Linked DNA regions of Sus scrofa: region 2 is linked to region 1. A link is a contact called in public HiChIP or PLAC-seq data. All regions are on one chromosome and are shown on one strand. The core of a region is the stretch at or near the end of the contact, and the rest is flanking DNA. Distances in the headings are between cores, read along the strand shown.

What was found. HiChIP or PLAC-seq counts read pairs in DNA pulled down with a chosen protein or histone mark.
Region 2: an H3K27ac HiChIP or PLAC-seq map of skeletal muscle shows a contact between it and region 1. The contact joins two enhancer-like sites. A contact is called at or near these places in 11 of 47 Hi-C or Micro-C datasets (brain, embryonic fibroblasts, fetal heart ventricle and 5 more) and 1 of 2 datasets of contacts at active chromatin or transcription factors (skeletal muscle).

Annotation. Positions count from the first base shown.
Region 1 is chr6:68,380,953-68,388,543 of Sscrofa11.1, reverse strand. CAMTA1 (calmodulin-binding transcription activator 1) reads right to left here. Exons shown (of 23, transcript XM_021097514.1): 8 at 5,485-5,611. Among named protein-coding and RNA genes, the nearest start is that of VAMP3, 89 kb to the left of the region's middle. Within about 2 kb of position 4,028, at least 20 of the 83 cell types and tissues checked have an H3K27ac peak or open chromatin away from gene starts, as enhancers often do. A contact at or near this core is called in skeletal muscle, where this site is marked.
Region 2 is chr6:68,421,760-68,429,350 of Sscrofa11.1, reverse strand. The region is part of intron 9 of CAMTA1 (calmodulin-binding transcription activator 1); the gene reads right to left. Among named protein-coding and RNA genes, the nearest start is that of VAMP3, 48 kb to the left of the region's middle. Within about 2 kb of position 2,665, at least 6 of the 83 cell types and tissues checked have an H3K27ac peak or open chromatin away from gene starts, as enhancers often do. A contact at or near this core is called in skeletal muscle, where this site is marked.

The DNA.
Region 1 (7,591 bases), core at 2,779-5,278:
CACAGCCACAGCAACACCAGATTTGAGCCACATGCCACATTTGCGACCTGCACCGCAGCTCATGGCAACACCAGACCCTTAACCCACTGAGTGAGGCCAGGGATTGAACCCGCATCCTCATGGAGACAAGCCGGGTCTGTTCCTGCTGAGCCACAAGGAGAACGCCCTCAGGCTTATTTCTGGTTCACCTTTTCCTGCGGGCTTGTCCTGACGCCCTTAGCGAGGCCTTCCATATATTTTTAGAAGTTCTTCTGCCTCCTGGCCGAGGCCAAGGCCTTGGGCGGGGCCTGTTGCCCTGAGTCCGGCGGTGTGGGCTGGGGGCTGCTGTGAAGCCTGAGCCTCCCTCCAACCTCTGGATGTTAAGCTTCGGGAAGAGAGGCCCCTTAGGGGCCTCATTAGCTGCTCTGGCCCGGACCCAGGGCTCAAGGAAAACAAAGGGTTGAATACATGGACACGCCCACTGTCTGCAAGAGCAAAGCCGGGCCCTGGCAGAGAGAGGCCTGCTTCATCGCCGGGGGTGAGGCTGCTGCTGAAGTCTTGGGGGGCCAGTGGGGTGTGCAGGCGGCTCCCCGCGGCCAGGCCTCGTCCCCAGCAGACACCAGCACTGTGTGCTCTCTGCTCTGCTTTTCTGGAACACCAGATGCCTGTGCCCAGGGCCTCCCCAGGACAGATTTCCAGGGAGGACGCACACAGGGATCGCGTTACTGTTTGGGCTCTTGGTTTTCAGAAGCTTAGACTCCAGGAAGCCATCCAAGTCAGCAGCTCCCCGCTGCAGAGTAAAGCTCTGGCTTCTCTCTGAGGACGTCCAGCATGGCCCTCACCTCCCGTGGGAAAACCAGCTCGTGGACTTGTGGCCTCTGTCCCTCCCAGATGTAGGTGCTATGCCACTGTCCCCAGAGCGGGTCTGCGGGAAGTCACTGCCCCGAGATGATCGGTGAAGTTCCCCCCCCCCCATGCTTTCTATCCCGGTGTGGCTCCTCAGCTCGAGATCACAGAGGAGCTCCTGGTGGGTAGGGGTCCCCCGGGACCTCCCACAGTGCCTTCCCCGGGCAGGGAGCCCCAGCCACGTCCAGACCGCCCTAGGTTCGGACGGCATCCCCGGGCAGATCTCCAAGCTCGTGGCCGCTCACCTTCCCTGGAGATTCGCCTGGTTCACCAACAGGAAGGAAGGGCATCAGCAGAAGCCCCATCTGAGCTGGCTCAGCCCTGCTCCTCTGAGCAAGCTGCTGCCTCTCGCGGGCCGCTGGGGAGCTCCAGGTGTCTCTGGCCCGGGGTCTTCCTCCCCACCTGGTGCTTGTCTTCCACCATCTCCTGGCACGAGTTCGACCTTCGGTTGTGCTGGGATGGTGGGGGAGCCAAAGACACCCCAGCCTTTCCCAGAGAGACAGAGCAGAGAGAACCTATCCCAGTCTCCTGGGTCCCAGCCCAACAGCCCAGTGTCCGCAGGCCAATCACCCAGGTGCTTCCTGGACTTTCTTTCCCTCCCCACCTTCAGTCCATCAGTGAGTTCTGGGTCCGTCCTCTTCTTTCCAACGCAATGGCCACTACTCTAGCCTAAGCTGCCATCATTTCTGGCCTGGATGCCTGGACCCTGCAGTAGCCTCTTGCTGAGGGCACCTTCCACACACCCGAGACCGACCTGTTTCTGCTGGGATGGTGTCCGGGGGCTTCCCTCTGCCGCCTCCTAGGGTTTCCCTGTTTCATTCTTCTCTCCTACAATCCATCCTCCCACATCATTTTTTCTTTCTTTTTTTGGCCTTCCTGTGGCATATGGAGTTCCTGGGCCAGGGATCAGATCCAAGCTGCAGTTGTGATCTACACCATATCGGTGGCAACACGGGATCCTTAAACCCACTGTGCTGGGGCCAGGGATCAAACATGCATCCTGGAGCTGCTAAGATGCTGCTGAGTCCATTGTGCCACAGCGAGAACTCCCAGGAATCATTTTTTAAAGATATGATTTGGATCAAGCCACTCCCCACTTAAAGCTAATGGCTTCCAGGGCAAGGGAAACCACATCGGACTCCTTCTTAGGACTTAGAAGGATGGACATGATTTGGTCCCTGCCATCCTCTCCAATCTAGCCTCTCCAGCTTCCCCCATCCGTATATTTCTCCAGCTGACCGAGCCTGTGCCTGCCCCAGGGCCTTTGCACGTCCTCGGTCCTCTGCGTGGATGCTTGCCTTTCATTCTTGCCCACGACCGGCTCGTCTCATCGCTGGGGGTCCCTCATCAGTCTGCCCAAAGGAAGCTCCCCTTTCCCAAGGTATCTTATCACATCACCACATCCTAAGGTTCTGATATGGTTTTCTCCAGTTATCTCGGTTATTTGTTTCGTTGTTTGTTTTTTGTCTCCTGCAATAGAATGTGAGAGCTGGGAGTGGATCTGTCCTGGTTCCTCTTGATGGCCAGGGCCAAGGTCAAGGCCTGGCTTATGGCTCCTCAACACCTATTTGTTGAGTGCATTGCTTCAAAATGCAGTGCCCTTGCTCATCTCATTTTGAACTTCATCTTTGGCCTTTGGTGACCTCCAAGGACTCCACTGTGGGGCTGTCCGGAAGCCCCAAAGCACAGTCTTCTTGTTGGGAGGGGGGCTGCCTCCGTCTTCTCCCTGGCTCGGCCGCCTTTCCTAATCCCAAGTCCTCCTTCGCCTAAGCTCCGTGGCCTCGCTTGGTCGTCTCCTTCCCGACCTTGCGGCGCTACTGGAATCTTGTAGCAGGGCAGATGTCATGGCTGTGTGGCTTCTGCGGCCAGCGATGGAGGGGGAGGCGCCCAGAAGAACCGCGTTTTTGGTCGAGCCCGAGTCTCCCCATGCATTTTGCTGGGCACGTGCAGCAGGCCAGTGGGCAGTGGCCATGTGCCCCCTCCCTTCCTCTCCTCCCATGTCATTCTCACTCTAAGGTGGCCTGGCTTGTGCTCACAGCCCTCTGAGCTCTTCTTTTTGGAGAAGACAGTCTCATTCTGGTTTCAAGTGTTCTTTCTTGAAGATCGGCTTCAGCTTCCCTGAGCCTTGGGGAGATCCAGGCTTCGGGAGGTGTCTGAGCAGCCAGCATCAGCCCCCAGGGTGGGGCTCGTTCACGTGACCAACTCCTTCCGGGACGAGAGCTCCCTGGGATCAAGAGCAGGGTTAAGGGCTGGGTCTGAGCTCCACCCGAGGTGCCTACTGGTGCCTGGCAAACTCTTCGATGAATTCAGAAATCAATGTACGCGCGCAGCATTCAGGGCTGTCTTACCGAGTGACGTGTCTCGATGTGACCTTCAAAACAGGGATGTCCCAAAGGGGCCCCCTGCTTTGTGGTTCAGGGTGGAACAGGGCGGTGTCCCCGCTCTCAGGCTGCCCAAGCCTCCCTGGGTCCAAGACGCAGGATGTTAGTGGGAGACGCACTGACCGGCATAGACTCTCCTGCCGGCTCTGGGGACCCAGAAATGCTCTCAGACCGGGAGGACTCCCTGCTGAGACCAGGACAACCCCGATCCCCTCTCTCCCCTCCCTGCCCCCCTCCCAGGACTGAAAGAGCTAGGCCTCGCTCCTGGAGCAGCTCCAGGCCTTGAACCTGTGAGCTGGGGCCTCCTGGACCTTCCTCCGTCGCAGTCCCTTGCCCACTGGCAGGTGGTTTTTAAAGATGTGGAAATGGAGGCCCAGAGAGGTTGACCGCTAGGCTCAAGGCACCAGGTGGAAACAGGCTGATGTGGGCTGTGCCAGGTCCTGGCCTGGGACGTCATCCAGAGGGCACGCAAAGGCCAGTCTCTTTTTTTCTTTCTGGAGGGGTCAGATAACTCAGGACAGGCAAGGTCTGGGTCCTCAGCCAGGCCAGAACCAGGTACAGGAAGTGGCATCTATTTATAGGCTGGGCAAGTCCCGTTCCAGCAGCAGTTGATAAGTGGACAGTTTAATAACAGGCTGCCCTCTCCCCTACCTCGCCAGCAGAGGTGGGCCTGCCCTGGCCTCACGCAGCCCTGGGCTGGGATAGGCTGACCCAGTCTGGCTGGTCTCCAGGACGGCCATGCTCCAGGCTGAGCAGGGCTGCTGGGAGCCTGGGTGCGGTGGGGGTGGGGCTGCATGGGAACCAGCCAGGCCACTGGTGGGGGCAGGCCCAGCAGCGGAGGCCATCAGGGGCCCTGGCTCCCTGGGATGAGCGGAGGCTGAGCACGTGAGCCCAGCCCTGGAGCTGTGGTGTTCCGCTCTGGCGGGCTGTGTGGGGAGATGGAGAGAGAGAATGTTCCAGGTCAGCCTAGGAGCCCCAGGTGGGGAGCATGGTGGGGGCTGAGGCAGACAGCTAGGGCGGCCTGAGGTTCAAGGTGGACCCCCCTGGCACCGGCCAGCTCTACTCCCGCCCTGTCCACTTCTCTTCTCCACCCGGCCCTCCACAGGGAGCACATGTGCTCCCCCCATGCCTCTCTCCCTCTCCCTCTCCCTCTCTCTCGCTTTTTCTAGGTGCCCTGGCTTCAGATAACATGGAGTGGGGCCCCTCCACCCCGGCCACCCCACCTCCTCATCTGCCCCTCTGTCTGTCTGTCACCTTGGCAAGCGGGACAGGCCACCCCTGGAGCTCATGACACGTGTGCCGGGCCAGACAAGGGGGGTGGTTTCCAGCCCCCAGCCCAGAGCACAGAAAACATGAGCTCTAGAAAGAGATCCCTCCACGAATAGCCACCTGCTTTTTTGCAACATGCCAGGCAATTTTCGAGCCCTGCGGACACAGTGGTGACCGAGAAGGACACAGACCCCGTCCTCAGGGAGCCAACCGGTCAGGGGGGAGGTAGTCACGGCCAGAGATCAAGGACAAGTGGACCAGACAGGGACACCAAGCTGCGTCGAGATGATGACCCCTGCCCGAGTAAGAGAAGGTCAGAGCCCAGGGACGTGATGCGGGGGGCCCCTGTCCCCAAAAGTGGAAGCAGACCATGCGTCCGTGCCTTCTTCTGGCCGCTGGACGGAGGCATCACCAAATTCTCAAAGGAGTTTGTGCGGATTCGTCTCAATTTGACACCCCCTCCCTGCAGTTCGCCCGGCCTTCTCCGTCCCTCTCCGACCTGCTCTGTGCTCTGGGGGCCTGCGTGGGCTGGGCTCTCCTGTTCTCGTGGCTGCTGCTTGGCTTGGGCTGCGGGTGGGGAGAGAGGGCAGCCTTGTGCACCCCCTCCCCCACCCCCCGCTGCACGGCTCTCCCCAGCTCCAGTGACCCGTCAGGGGGAGGGTGGCTGGAGCTTCCCTGGGGGCCAGTCCTGGGTGTGCCACCTGGGCCCCTTGGTTGTCTAAACAGGCCTCATCCGGTTTTCTTCAAGATCCCAGGCGAGCGCACCCGTGCAGCCTCTGATGAGGGGTCCAATGAGATTCTAACAGCCTACTCGGGACCCACGGCTTCAAAGCAGAGGAGACGGAGGCCCAGGGTAACAAGGCCACCTGCCCAAGGTCCCCTCCCCAGGCCGACTCTGATCTGGGGTATCCCGGGCCCCCAGGCCCTCTGCCACTGGCGGCCCGCTCACCTGGGCAGTAGCAGCGCAGCACACCGGGCTGGATCAGAGACGCAGACACTGAGAGCTGGTCGAACAGGCAGCTGTAGTTATTGCTGGCTTCTTGCCACGGGCCTGTGATGAGAACTTTCACTCCTCCCTGGAGGGGACAGAGACCGGGGGTGGGGGGCGGGTGTCAGCCCCGGAGGGAGGGCCCAGGGACCCAGGCCTCCGCGGCCGCTCCTCTCAGGTGCTGGTCTGCACCCCAGCCCACGTGCTTGGGAAGCATGCAGGTTCCTCACGCCCACAAGCCCTGCTTTCGAGAACCACCGCGTCACGACTGCCTCCCGCTGGGGCCTCGGGGGCCCCCAGATGCTCCTCAGCTGGCATCCAGCATGGGGGCTGGCTGTTCTGACCCCCTCCTGGACCTGGAGCTTTCCGTTCTAGGCAGAAGGGGGCGCAGAGTTTGTCAAACCTTTTCTGCAGGATGCCAGGTGAGACCTCCCCCGACCCAGGAAGGAAGCAGAGAGGAAGCTGGGGCTTTCTCTGTCATTGGCTTGTGGACAGATGGTGGGCTGAGCATTTCGGTGGCCCCCCAGGGAGATGAGGGGAGACCTGGGGTCCCCAGGATATGGTGGCGATAGCCAGGGGCGGGCAGCAAAGGCGGGGTTGGTGGAGAAGGCGATGAGACAGAAAAGAAAAACTGGAAGAAGGGCTGGGAGGAGGCTCAGAGGTTGCCCTGCGCTGGCAGGGCGATCTTCCAGCTGGTGGCTGGGGGTCGGGTACCACGGAGCCTCACCAGCTGACACTGCCTGGCTCTCCACATGGCCAGAGTGGTCCCCTCACTCTGTGCGCATGGTGCAGGCAAGGCTCTGATGTGCCTGCAGCCTGTCTGGGCTGCAGTTGCTCCCATGGGGGCAGGGTGCGCGGGGGGGGGGGGGGCAGTGAGAGGAAGGGGGATGGGGTGGGGGGAGGGGGTTTGGATGACCTTGCTCAGTTCAAGGGGAGAGGGCCCTGCCCCCAAGGATCCCCGAGGTACCTGGGAGCAGGAAAGCGAGGCGAAAGGTGTTGGCAACCCCTGACCTCCTGCTGGAACCAGCCACGGCAGCCACAGAGCAAGGAGAGTGGCATTATGCCCCGGTGCCCCCCGGGAAGCCCTGTTTTATGGTCATTGTCTGAGTTTAGTGATTAACAGCACCTGTCCTGCCTGGTGTGGGCAATGAGGTGTTAGGGCCCCATTCGGGGCTCAGACAGTGGAGGGGAAGGTGAGGTCACTGAGTGGGGTGGCCAGCCCTAGGGGTTCAGAGAGTGGGGTTGCTGTCCCCTCTGGCTCTCCTGCCACCTCCTCAGGTGGGTCCACCCCAGGCTCCATTGCCTTTCCCAGCAGGGGGCCAAGAACAGCCCAGGACGGGGTGGCGAGCGCCACCTAGTGTCCAGGAAGGAGAAGGGCTGAGATGGGCACCTGCTGGCCTTGGGTGGTGGAGGGGTTGAGGATGCAGCCCTGGGCCCTATCCCCCCCTTACTCCCCCTCTCCAGGCACCAGAGGCCAGACCCCAGCTCCCCTGCTGCTGCCCAATGCCTGAGGGTCCCCAGCCTTAATGGGACTGTTCTCGAGGCCCCCACGATATTCCCCGGATGCCAGACCCAACTCAGGGACAGGAGAGGGTGTTTCACAGACGGGAGATTCCACTGTGGAAACAAGTCTTCCAGACTGGAAGCCTTTCCATCCGTGCTCTTAGATGGGCCTTTCTTCCTTGGCTGAAATGGCTGGGAGCGGTCATCTTACTTCTAGGCCACCAAAGTCTTTTTTTTTTTTTTTTTAATTTTTTTTCCTTTTAGGGCCGCACCTGTGGCATATGGAGGTTCCCAGGCTAGGAGTCTAATCAGAGCTGTAGCTGCCGGCCTACCCGCAGCCACAGCAATGCGGGATCCAAGCCACATCGGAGACCTATGCCACAGGTCACAGCAACACCAGATCCTCAACCCACTGAGCGAGGCCAGGGATCAAACCTGCATCCTCATGGATGCTAGTCAGATTCGTTTCCGCTAAGCCGCGATGGGAACTCTGCTACTCTCACCAAAGTTTGGAGAGCAGTAGAGAAAGCTCAGGACCAGGAGCCAAAAGCAGGAAGCCTACCCC
Region 2 (7,591 bases), core at 1,416-3,915, 42 kb before region 1:
CCCAATTGATATTTATCTAAAATCCCTAGGCAATACCAAAGTTTCAAACGCAGAAAACACGAGTTCCCTGGTGGCTCAGCAGGTTGAGGATCTGGCATTGTCACTGCTGTGACCTAGGTGGCTGCTGCGATGTGGGTTCCACCCCTGGCCTGGGAACACCTGCATACCACGTACATGTGGCCAAGACAAACACAGAAGATACTCCGCAAAGTCAGAAACCCCTGGTGTGTGCTAAGTTTAGGAGGCTTGGGATTTGCTGGTATGAACGTGGAGAGTCCCAGGTGTCTGTCTGGGCATCTGACCAAAGAAAGTGTCGGTGTCAGGAACCAACGACTGGCCAGACCCCCCGGGCTCTCAGGGTTCAGCTGCACCTACCGTCTCCTCCAGATTGTGTACAACTCATTTGAAACCTCAGGGCCTGACTGACTGTCACAGCCGTATTGAGCAACATAACACGAAGCCGTTTCTGACGTTCTCGCAGATAATCTGGGTAAAAATCTTAACTCCCTCCCCTGCGACCTACAAAATAAAACGCAAGGTGTCTGGTGTGGCGTGGAATGCTCTTTGCCCACGGTCTCAGGCTACTTTTTAGGGGTTCCCTCCTACTCACTGCTCCCCAAGTCCACCAGGAATCTTACAGGCCTTGGGGCCTGCGTGACATTGGCCTTTCCCCACGTCCTGCTTATTCTTATTCCTCAGAGGGTGTGGCTCAGATGTCACTTTCACGTAATCGTTCCCAGCAGCTGCCGAGCATCCACATGGGCCGGACACTCCCCACACAGTCTCTCTTTCTTCCTTCTTTTGGCTGCACCCACGGCATGCGGAAGTTCCCAGGCCAGGGACTGAACCCGTGCCACAGCAGTGACCACGCTGCATCTTCAGCCTGCTGGGTCACCAGGACTCTCCCCACGTGCATTATTCCTAATCCCGAACACAGCTCTGATTTGCCTCTCCCTGATCTTTCCGACAGATCAGGAAGCGGAGGCTCTGAAAATGTTACTTCACCCGAGGTCCTGTGTCTCGGGGTAGGATCTGAGCACAGGTTAGACTCTAGGCCCTGTTCCTCCCAGGCTGCCCAAGAAACCTCCATGCCCAGCTCTGTGTCCGACAGCCCTTAGCAAGTGAATGTTCGGTTATCGTCTCCCATGTGTTATATCTACCAGAACGAGCTTTCTGAAAGCCTGGCAGCCCTCGTACCAGACACAGGGTGGGTGCTCCACTCAGGCAACGGAAAGGAAAATCATTTTCTTTTTCTTTCCTTTTTCTTTCTTTCTTTTTTGCTTAGGGCCACACCTGCCACATATGGAAGTTCCCAGGCTAGGGGTCGAATCGGAGCTGCAGCTGTTGGCTTACACCACAGCCAATGCAACGTGGGATCTGAGCCACATTTGCAACCTACACCACAGCTCACGGCAACGCCAGATCCTTTACCCACTGAGCAAGGCCAGGGATCAAACCCACATCCTCGTGGATATGAGTTGGGTTCCTTACCTCTGAGCCACAACAGAAACGCCAGGAATATCATTTTCTACTGTGAGCTTCTTCAGAAGCCAATTTGTGGATGAGGTCATCCAAGCCCTGGGACAAGGGCTCTGGGGACCTCTGCTCTCCATCGTGGGCTCCAGGGGCCATATACCCATGGGCCCATTTTATCACTGATTCCCGGGGAGAGAATGAGCAGTCAAAGTGGGGGAGGGGATAAACAGGAGGCTGGGACTGGCACAGACCACTGCACGTGGGATGGCTGAGTCACGAGGAGCACAGGGAAATCGACTCGATGCTCTGTAGTGACCGACGGGGGAGAGGATCTGAAAAGGAACCGACAGACTTGTGTGTACAGCGGACTCCCGCTGCCATACACCTGAAACTGACTCAACACTGGAAGGCTACTCTACTCCGATAAAGTTTAACTTTAAACAAAAGGGCAAAGAAAGGGGGAAAAACAAAAACAAAAACAAAAAAACCCCAACAGAGCCGACCTGAAAGCACATGCAGAAGCTCCAGGCGTCTGCTGGGCCACTGCCATTTCCTTGGGGCTCAGGGAAGGAAGTCGCGGAACCACTGGGCGTTGGTGCGAGGCTCTGGCAGAAGCTGAGGAAGGTCTGACTTCTGCACAGACACCTGCGAAGTGCACGCAGCGTCGCTCTTCCTTCTCCATCGAGCTTCATGTTAGAAGCAGGGATCCCCACCTTCCAGCACCCCCCCGACTCCTGCCTTTCCCTGGCCGAGTGTTTGGAACCGGAGGCTGGCAGCGCCACACCTGGGTGAAAGGATTGCCTATAATTAGCTACACAAGTGCCGAATGCAGGAGTTGGGCGAAGCCATTGCACAAACGTGACATTTTTATCGCGGGAGAACGAAGGAACATTCTCGAGAACAGCCTCAGAATGCGTGCGTGAACCCGAACAGCCTGTGAACCAGGGAACAGCTACTACCTGCACACCCGAGCTTAGGACAGCGGCTTGGGCCGAGCCACTGCGGGTCTGGTCACCAGGGCAGGGGAACGAGCTCGGCCTTGGCAGGTAAATGAATGAAGGACCGACCGTCAAATACCATCTGCTATTTTAAAGCGCGTTATTTGTGGCTCAAGTGCACTTGTGCCTCCTGTTGCTATTTGGACGGGCCGGGAGGCCGCCTCTCGTTCCATTTACAGCCCTGGGCAGTGCTGGCAGGAGGGCTGATGAAGCAAAAGGAGGCAGGGCTGGAACTATTTCTGGAGAGAACAGGAACGGCCGCTTCGGAAGGCGCCTGCATTTTTCAGGAAGCGCAGAAAGTCGGGGGACCCGACGTCACCCAATGCCTTCCCGGAACCCGCGGGATGGCGGCCGGGTCTGGGCGCAGACAGCGAGGAGGGGAGGCCACTCGGGACAGGGCACCGGCTGGGCCACTCGGGTTTTCCAAAGCACCGGCTCCATTTAGCCTCAGGAAAAACTGCCCTCGTCCACTTTGGACGAGCTCCCTGCCGTGATGGCTCTAAACACTAGACGGGCGTAGCCGCTGTCTCAGGACTTGCTCCCCGCCTCCAAGGGGCTGCGGGCTTCGTGTCTCTTCTGGGTCTGCTTCCCACACGCTGCAGCCAGGTTCTCGGGCAAAGATCAGGTCGCCGATGACGGGCGGTTAGGAGACGGACTGTACTGGGGGCAGCAAGGCACCTGCGCAGGTCCTGCTCACTGGACGTCACTCAGCACCAGAGCCCGAGGTGCCTGAAGGCAGATCCACCCAACCTCTTCCCTGGGTGCACGGCGGACCCGCGGAGGCCCAGCCGCTCGGCTCTAGCGGGAGGGAGGCGCCCTCGAGCCCCACCAACCTCGCAGCGGTCTCACGGGCCACCTCGCAGCAAACCAGCCGCAGGGGAAGCAGGGCAGTGGCAGGACATTGCGTGAGAGCAAAGGTGGGCCGGAGCCGGGCCCGGATTCCGCGGCCACTTTTACCTTGTCTGCGAAAGAGGGGCACGTTTTAAGTCAGGGCTAACTTTCCGGAAAGCAGCAAATCTGGAGAACGCGGCCTCAACAGTTTCAGCCCAGGGTGGAAGAAAACAGGCTGTCGGCACGCGGACTGCGACCTCCCGAAAACGGTGACGTGGCTGAGGAAAGGCAGGTCACCACCGAGACCGACACGCTGTTTTCTCCTTCTCTTTCCTTTCCCAGGGCCGCTCCTGCAGCTCAAGGAGGTTCCTGGACTAGCGGCCGAATGGGAGCTGCCGCCGCCGGCCTATACCACAGCCACGGCCACACCGGCTCCACGCCACATCTGTGACCTATGCCACAGCTTGGGACAACACTGGATCCTTAACCCAGTGAGCAAGGCCAGGGATCGAACCTGCATCCTCACGGATACGAGCTGGGTTCATAACCTGCTGAGCCACAACAGGAAGGCCACCACTGGGGTCTTTAAAGGGGAAAGTGCTGTCACGGGGCTTGCAATCCACCATCTAACCTGGACAAGAGGATGTGGGCGTGCAGTGCGACGTCAAGGGCGTGCACGTGGACAGGAAAACCCCAACGACAAGAACAACAACTGCAAAGGCGGAATCTGCCCGAAGTGCACACGAACTGTCAAGGGGTGAGAACACGTCCTCGAGCCATCAGCAGGTGGTCCCGCGGTGCCTGGCCATGCCAAAACAACAGCAACAACAAAAACCCCACTCCAACTCCATGGGGAAGAACTGTGGAGAATCAGGGCGAGAATGGACGCACGCCACAAACATCAGCTACTGGGCTGCCTCTGCCCGGCACCCGCGCGTCATGGGGGTGGAACGGGGAGCAGAACCACTCAGGTTGTGGTGGTGGCACAAAACCACCGGGGACACAAAAACCAAGTTAGACGTGCGCCTTCACCCCCAGAACCTCAGCCTGCTGGACATAAAGGTGGAGAGAGCTCTCACGGGCCTGTGGGCCAGCACCTGCCCTCACTCTGCCCTCTTCCCGAGGCCTGGCACACAGCAGGCCCTCGATAAACACTTGACAAGAGACTGACTTCCACCTGCTGAAGATACAAAATGCGATTTCACAAAGGACGAGGTAAAGAAGGTGGCACAGGACAAAATATCTCTTTCTGTCAATCACGTCTGTGGCACTTTTGTACAGCTAAGTCGGGCCAGGGATTGAACCTGAGCCACAGCAGTGACTGGAGCTGCTGCAGTGACAGCACCAGATCCTTCACCTGCTGCACCACCAGGGAACTCTTCCAGTTCAGTTATTAAAAGCAGTTTCTTCCCTTCTCACAGGGGCCGCAGTTTCCTAATCCTATCAAATGGATCTGGGACCAGGGGTTTGGAAAAAAAAATGAACAAACCCCTAATTGAGACGGGGGTAAAATAATGCTTTCACCGGATCGGCTTTATCCTCCCCAGACATGATCCACTACAAGACTGGGGCAGAGACAATGGGGAGAAAAGCTGAAGATGCAGAAAAAAAAGAAAGGGAGAAACCGTGCAAGGAAGATGCGTTACAAGGTACCGGGAGCAAAGATGATTGGAAAGAAAAAAAAAAAAAAATCCTGGCTGCTTCTAGCGAATCCTTCTGTGCTTAAGAGACGTTACTGGCCCTGAGTTCCTGGTGGGTTTCAGAATCCGACTCAAAAACCCTGTGTGGGGGGTTCGGCTGTTTCCGACTCACTCTCCATACATTATTCAGAGCTGCCGCTGGCAACGCTGTTCTCCCAGGGCTAATTGCAGAAGGGCCATCTGCGAGGCGTTGCCTACGGTCCTGCTAACTCGTGAAAAGCTTTAAGTCCAAGATGTTCCACAAATATGCGTTTTTAAAAACACTGGAGTCTACAGAGGGCTCGAAAGTTTAGTCGCTACGCTAACACTGTTTTCACGGTGCCCTGAGATTTTGTAAAAACCTGGAATAAACACAGGTGAAGTCCCTTCCCGAGCAATAGACTGACAGAGCTGTCTTTGAAAAGCAACAGCTGTACGACTTCCAAACACTGGACGTGTTATAAAGTAGGGCAAAGGAGATAAAGCCATTGCAAGGGGCTACGTTACAAATTATCCTAGGCCCTTCTGCCAAATAACAGAGAAATGTTTTTAAAAATCCAAATTGTACCACTTTGTCCATTTTATTCAGAAAGAAAGAATTTCCCCAAGGGAACCACCAGCACTTTGGAGAAACTTCAACCATCCAGCTCCTTTTTAGTGGCCTCGTGATCCCTGTGAGGGCTGTTTTGTGTCCTGGCTCCCCACGCCACAGAGGCGCAAAGGCTGCCCTCCTGTGTCTGCGGGGTCCTGCTTCCCACGCTTCGGGTTCGGGAGGCTGGAACGTGGGGTCACCCCTCCCGTTAGCGCTCTACACCCAGCCCAAGTCATCCTCGCATTTCCTGCAAATTCTAAATCAGTGAAGCCACCATGCAACCGTCCCTGGGATTAGGGGACAAAGGTAAAAACTTAGAGTGCTCTTCACCAAATGGGGTTGCGAGTTGATTTCATACACTTGTGGGGTTGCCATATCCTGCTGTCCTCCAGGAAGTCTCCGAATCGGGCGTCTTTCATCCTCCCACTCAGGCTGCGGTTGGCCTAAAGGTTCAGGGAGCAGCTAAGTGACGGCACACGTGGTCAGGAACCAATTCCAAGGGCAGTGGGCACTAACCCTGGGAGGCCCCCATCCCCAATTCTGCCCACACCTCTCCCTTCTCCCCTCTTCCTCATTCCCCATGCCCTGCCCTGTCCTAATCCACCTTCCTCAACCTGCCCCCACCCCCCACCGCCCTTGCTTAACTGGTACCAATCCTGACCCTCATTCCTCTGATGGCTCAGTCAGTGCCACTGCAGACAACCTGTGACAGAGAACCACTTCTCAAACCCGCATTCTCCTTCCCCCTGTCATTGTGCTAACTCTTCAAGATCCCCCAGAAGGATTTCTCTCGCTCTTTTCCTGGCTCAATTTAAGAATAAAAATATGAGGCGTTCCCGTTGCGGCTTGTGGGTTAAGGACCTGACGCTGTCTCTCTGAGGATGTGGGTTTGTCCCCTGGCCTTGCTCCGTGGGTTGAAGATCTGGTGTCGCCGCAAGCTGCGGCACAGGTCACAGACGCAGCTTAGATCTGGTGTTGCTAGGGCTGTGGCGCAGACCGGCAGCTGTAGCTCCAATTTGATCCTTAGCCTGGGAACCTCCACATGCCGTGGATGTAGCCCTAAAAAGAAAGAAAGAAAAAAAAAGAATAGAAATGTGATTGTAATTCTGATAACAATAATGTCAGGATTATCAAGGAACTGAAATGATGTTCCCTCGCTGGGTTTATTCTTCTGAAACGTTACAGACTTTGTAATTTCAGAGAAGCAGTGTGGGTTCTGCCCTATGAATGAAGAACTTCACCAAGAAGCTTCTGTTGACTGCAATCGTTTTATATGCATGTACATTTATCTCTATTCAAGCAACATCACTGAACGTTCAAGTGTGAACGTCGCTTCTTTCATTTGTCTGGGAAGATGCTAAATGGAGGTTACGTATTGACATTTTATCAAGATTAAGGAGTTCAGTGTTTTACAGTATGTATGTGATATATGCATGCACACACATTTTAAACATTATTTCTCTCCTGCAAACTTAAAAAAGGGTATCTAGGATGGATTTAAAAGGTTTTTGTTCTTAGTCTAGCCTGGGGACCTACCTGCCATTCGCTGCACTGTTTTTCTGGGAAATATTATTCAACCCGTTTATAAGCTTTTAGAACATTATCTGCTTTGGGCAGGGCACTTCCCATTTTTTACATTGTTAGAGAAAACATCTTTCACACAGACAGACACACACACAGACACACACACACACACCAGGGGGATTGATCCTGGCTAGAATGGAATAATGGGTTTCTTTCACTAGAAAAGACAAAAGAGTATTTTAATAAATTCTTGGCTGATTAATCCCAACCACAGGGTATCATATTAAGGACCTGAGGAGTTCCCGTCGTGGCTCAGTGGTTAATGAACCCAACTAGGATCCATGAGGATGTGGGTTCTATCCCTGGCCTCGCTCAGTGGGTTAAGGATCCGGTGTTGCCGTGAGCTATGGGGTAGGTGGCAGACGCGGCTCGGATCCCATGTTGCTGTGGCTGTGGTATAGGTTGGCAGCTGTAGCTCCGATTTGACCCTT